2 separate regions of the Mus musculus genome follow, and region 1 is linked to region 2. A link is a contact called in public Hi-C data. All regions are on one chromosome and are shown on one strand. Each heading gives the region's core, a stretch centred on a gene start, on an enhancer-like site or on the middle of the called end of the contact. The rest is flanking DNA. Distances are from core to core; before and after follow the strand shown.

What was found. A called contact is a pair of places that touch in the nucleus more often than the background predicts.
Region 1: a Hi-C map of the N1E-115 cell line shows a contact between it and region 2, with 18 times the contacts expected there. The contact joins the promoter of Efna5 here to the enhancer-like site in region 2. A contact is called at or near these places in 5 of 39 promoter capture datasets (the 3T3-L1 cell line, cranial neural crest, frontonasal cranial neural crest and 1 more), 6 of 484 Hi-C or Micro-C datasets (the N1E-115 cell line, cardiomyocytes and uterus) and 5 of 115 datasets of contacts at active chromatin or transcription factors (astrocytes, embryonic forebrain, embryonic hindbrain and 2 more).

The regions. Positions count from the first base shown.
Region 1 is chr17:62,879,866-62,882,671 of GRCm38.p6, forward strand. Efna5 (ephrin A5) reads right to left here and starts at 1,452. Exons shown (of 5, transcript NM_207654.2): 1 at 1,141-1,452. The coding sequence starts at 1,265.
Region 2 is chr17:61,300,856-61,303,555 of GRCm38.p6, forward strand. No RefSeq gene overlaps it. Among named protein-coding and RNA genes, the nearest start is that of Gm34038, 180 kb to the right of the region's middle. Within about 2 kb of position 1,311, at least 24 of the 459 cell types and tissues checked have an H3K27ac peak or open chromatin away from gene starts, as enhancers often do. A contact at or near this core is called in the N1E-115 cell line and astrocytes, where this site is marked.

The DNA of each region.
Region 1 (2,806 bases), core at 202-2,701, 1.6 Mb after region 2:
GAAAGCAGAGCGATGTGGGCCCAGCGGGACCGACTGCTGGGTCCAGATCCGGGAGAAAGTAAGGTTTGGGAGCAGCCCGGACCAGAAAGGGTCTGCCTGGTGCTGTGGACGACCCTCCTCCCCTCTCCGGGGTCCAGGATCGCAGGGTGGCTGCGGCAAGCTAGGGCCCAGAGCGTGCGCTAAGGAAGTCCCCGGCGCCCGCTTCCAGCCTCCCGCCAAGCCCGCAGGCTTTGGGGTCGCCTAGACGCTGTCGCAGGTAACCACGCGCGTCCCTCCAGCTGCACAGCGCCAGGCCCCGGGGCGAAGGCTCCCACCTTCCGGCTTGCCAACTCCAGCGGCTCGCTCTGCACTCGTGACGTAACCCGGCATTCGATCAAACTTTCTGGCACCTTAAGCCCACTGGGGGGGAAAGGAGGGTGCCCGAGCTGGGAGAATCCTTTCCAGGGCCAAGCGCGATGGGCCTAGACCGACTTGGCGGTGTGTGTGTGGGGGGGGGGGGGGTCACCTAACAGTTATCTCGCAGTTAAAAAGAACATTAAACCCTAAAGCTTCCGCTTTCCACTCACCCATCCCTCCAACCCCCCTTTGCTTCCCTCTAACCGGTACGCGCTCTCTCTATGCGCGCAAGGAGGTAAAAGAAGGCATTATGTTTAAGTAAAAATTTTAAAATTAAAAAAAAAAGAAAACTTTGATGCTATCTATCAGGATCCCGGCCTCAGCCCCGCGCCCCCCAGGCTCCAGGGAGGACCTCTTGGCAGTACGCACCCGAGGCTACCAGCACCCAAGCTCTAAGCCGGGATCCGGAGGTGCGGGCCAATCTCCCCGACTGGGAAGCGATGGCCCGGGTCCGGGGCTCCCGCCCATTCCCGTGTCTTCCCCGCACCCGGTCGGAGGCAGCGGCTCCGCGCAGCCCTGGGGATTGCTAGCAGCCGCCGGCCCTGCCGCCCTGGCTTAACAAAGAGCGGCGCGGAGCGAGCGCTTCCCGCCGGCGCCGGGCGGCCAGCGGCGTCTGGCGACGCAGGCTCCGAGGGCGCGCGCTGCCTGCGGCTGGTGCGCGCCGCTCCCGGCCGCCGTGTCCCCTGCTCCCGGCCCAGGCCCGCGGAGCCCGAGCTTTTGGCGCCCCCGCCCCGGCCACCTTACCTGGGGTTGCTGCTGTTCCAGTAGACGGCGTAGCGGTCGGCGACGACTTTGGAGCCCGGGTCCTGGCTGAACACACACATCCAGAGCACCAGAAAGAGCAGCGTCAACATCTCCACGTGCAACATCACGCCTAGCCAGCGGCGGAGCCCCCGACGCGCCACTCCGGGGAGAGATCGGGGATCCAGGGGGAGGGAGGGAGAGGGGCAGACGAAGAGAGCGGACGCCAAATAAATAGGAATAAATACGATGAAGGGGCGAGAGGCGCGCGGCGAGCGCGGGAGGAAGAGGAAGAGGAGAGAGAGAAGAAGGAGGCAGTGGCTGGGGCGGGGGGACAAACTCGCACCCCCACTGAAGGGCTCGGGAGGGGAGAAGAATCACAAGACGGAGAGACGCGTGCGTGTGTGCGGTGGCGGCGGCGAGGGCGGGGGTAGGGGTGCGGAGCTGTGTCTCGGGCGGCGGCTGCAAGCCGGTCACCCCGGGAGAGGGAGGTGCGTGCGGGGCCGGGCGGCGGCAGCGCGGGTCGGGGCAGGCGGCGGCGCGCGCTGCACAGTCACGGGGAGTTGAGCGCCGCGGCTGCGGGGAGACATACACCGGCCCGCCGGGCCCGGCTCAGTGTCGGCGCCGCGGTCTGCACGGGCTTCCTCCGCCGCGCTGGGCCCTCACCGTGCGCCCCGCTTTGTTCCAAGTTACTTTGGCGGCCGGAGAGAAACTGCAGGAGGAGGGCGCTGTGTGGAGGGGGGCGGGGGGGGGGGCGTCCTCACACTGGTGTCCCCAGGAGGCTGGAAGCAGTCCGGAGCCTCCCTTCTGTGCCTTGGCCAGGCGACCCCCCGCAAGGCTCGCAGGAGTCCTGTGGACTGCGGTACCCGGAGGTGCGCAGAGAAGAGTGGCGATCTGGATCCGCAAGCCCGGCTCTGCCGGAGTCCTGGAACTGCCCAAAGCCGCAGCCGAGCGCTCAGGCGAGGAGAGGAGGAGCGGGTCTTGCTTCGGAAAAGGCTCCAAGAAAAGTTTGGCTCTTCACGTCTTCCAGCAGGTCCCCAAAGGAGTCCGACCGCAGAGGCAGAGCGAGATGGCACCCCCGGGCGCTGGCTGAGTCGGGGATTTCTCCTGCTAGCTTGTCTTGGCCGGGTGTGGGTGCCGCGGAGTGAATGAAGAGCAGAGGTTGTGAACCAGCCAGCCAGGCGGGGCCGGGATGCCCAAACCTGCAGGGCGACGCCAAGCCAACTGCCGGGCTGAGAAGCGAGAGGGGAAACAATCACTTTCGGATGGAGCCCTCCAAGTCCGGGATGGGCTGATGACAGTCTCCGTTCGCCTTCCGGGAGAGAGGCTGAACCCCCGCACGGCGTGCCCAGAGCCCCGGGGGGGAGCTCTCAGAAGTGTCCCTGGGACTCGGACCTCTCCGGCCCCAACCCCAGCAACTTGTAGAGATTCATCAATCAGTTTGAAACCGGGAGGGAAAAAGGGAGAGGGAGCACACGCGAGCTGCTGGCACCTCCCCGATGACTACATCAGAAAACCTTCCCGATCCGGAGCTGCCTCCTCCTTCCCTCCTTAGGCACAGCAGTAACGAGAGGTGAAAGCCACCGACCGAATCCTAAAACCTCTGCCCAGGCGGGAAAATAAACTTGAGTGCAGCGGCGCGAGCAGCCTGGAGAGGTTGGGAAGACTG
Region 2 (2,700 bases), core at 61-2,560:
TGGGGACATCCTCTTGGAGATGGGGCTGAGGGGGTAGGTATGAAATGTGGAACAGTCAGAGGTTGGACCAGGGGTGGGATAAAGACTGAATTGTAGAAAAAGTTTAAAGAATTTAGAAAGAAAAGAAAGTTACTGTAAGCTCATATCTTTTTCAATCTGAAATAATTCTATCCAATCAAATTTCATTGTATATAATTGATGCACTGAATAAATAACTGAAAATAAATTCTCGCATTCAAATTTATTGTCAAATGTATTAGTATTATTTATATATTAATTTAACAATTTGTGCAGAAAAAATAAACAATAAAATTAGGAATTTCAGTGACTTGTTGTGCTGTCTGTCCAGGACCAAAAGGGGAGTACCTATTTACCCTTCTCTCTGGTGAAGGAGTTGTTTATGTTCAAACCCTACTCACACTTGGGACCTGAAGACCCCAACTGTCTGCATGACTCAGGCAGATGGCATTTCCATGCAGCCTCCTGAAAACTGGCACCCAGGCTTAGCTGACTCATCCTCAAGCACAAAAGGTTTGTTTCTGAGGGCATTGCTCCCATAACAATGTGCCAGCTATGCCCAGGCAGGTTACCTTTGGAAAAATACAATCCCATAGGCAGTAAATGACCCTATACAAGTGCCAGCAGCTGACCCTTTTACTAAATGGTGTCAGCCTCTGCCAAATAACCTGGCATGTCCATTGTAGCCAAGTGTTACCCTTTGTTTCTCCACAATGATTATAAAGTTAGGCTCCCATTTTATTTCTGCATTCAGTTATATTCACCAGTTGTCATTTTGTTACACATTGTGAAGGTGTGATTTACATCCTAATGTTAAAATGTATTACGATATATTTTTATAACTACTTTTAATTTGCTATTCAGAAAATCATTAGTTCAGCCATGCATTTCTCCACTCCATCAGCCATCAAAGGAAACTAGAAAATTACTTTTGTGAGACTATAACTCATTTGTTAAATAAGCCTTGAAATCAAGGAAATTGTCACATGTTTCAAGGGTGTGTGTGTGTGTGTGTGTGTGTGTGTGTGCGTGTGTGTGTGTGATCTATTTGGGAAGGAGGAAACTATCTTTCAAAATCTGTAAGGATACATGTAGTCAAAATTAACTATCTCTTCTAGCTCTTTGTGTTAGAATGTGTGAAAACATCATCTTGAAAATGAACAGCCTTGGAGCCAGTTTATGAATTGCATTCACTCACGCCAATACCAATTACAAAGAGAACAGACTACCCTGTCTTTCTTCCTGGTGCTGCTTTTACTTAAATAGTGATGCAGGTGGAAAGATGCCAGCCTTCCTGCCCTGGGGCTTGTTTGGTGCACTCACAGATGTCTGGCTCTGATTACAAGCACATACAGCAGCTCCAATGGCAGCTTTAGCCTGTGAAATTCATTGACATCACAGTGAAGCATAAGAGTTAGAATGATCAGTGGAAACAGGTTTGGGATGGGTTTTTGCTAATGTAAAAATAGATCTTAATAACAGCTTCCCTCAGAAGATCCTTGGGAAAAGGATCTATTCATCACTGGAACACATTTGGGTAGCAGAAAAATGACAGAAAGTATCAGAAGAATGATCGTGAATGGCAACAGAGAAAAGATTCCCATAAACTGATGCTGATGGGGAGTGATCTTGACACATATGCTAATTTTACAGATAACTGAAGCTTAACTTTCTAAGCACTACAATTAACCATTCTTGTAGAAATATTTCTAAAATGTATTACACACATCTATGCATTCTAAACGGGAATGACTTTGATGTAATTTTAGCTTTCCATTAAGTCTCAAAGTATCTCTCTATAAGGATGTCAGTCTGTTCCGTAATGCGGTTATGCCAGATGGAAACCTCAGCAGGAAGTTGTAGTGAGGGGAACATTCAACTGGTTCTAAGCTTTTCCGTTATATCCAATGTAGCTTTTACCATTTTGTCTCTACCTAATAAGGATTTATTCTAACTTACTGTTACATTTAATTCTAAACTCTGAGAAACAAGATAGCAAGCACTATATATATTTCCATTTTTTTCCCTGTCTTTGTGGGGTTGGGGTTGAACTCAGGCCCTTGAACTTGTAAACCAAGCATTCTTCTCTCGAGCTAGAATCATAGCTGCAGTAGCCCTATAAGGAAATCTTAATTACTAATTTACATTAGTGAAGGTCTAATGTTTTCTGAGAGTATTATGAGTGCATTCTATTTTGTAATTACACATCATATGCTTATTGTGTTTTTCATCTTTTCCAGATTTTAAAAATAAAATGAAAGAGAACCTAGATTTAAACAGCAAACTCAGATACATGAAAATGTAAGTTTTCAAATGTCAGGGTTTCACAATGGGTCGCAAATATGATTTAAAAATATATAGTCCTATGATCAAACTGAAAATAGGCGATAGTGCTCATATTCAAAAGATGAATTAAATAAAACTCAAATCATAGGAACTCTCCTTAAGTATAGTAATTAGTAGTGCAAAGACTTGAAATTCTGTTTCTAAGAATTTAATAACAGATTTATTTCATTATATTACATTCTCTCCTTGACTGCCATTGTCTTTCCCTTGTCTCTTCCTCTCACAGAACACATACAAGGAAGTGCAGAAACTGGTTCCAAAGAGATTAATTGAGTGGTACCAAAGGGAGCAATCATACAGGGTGGCAGTGCTTGGGAGAGCTGATATGTTCTGCAT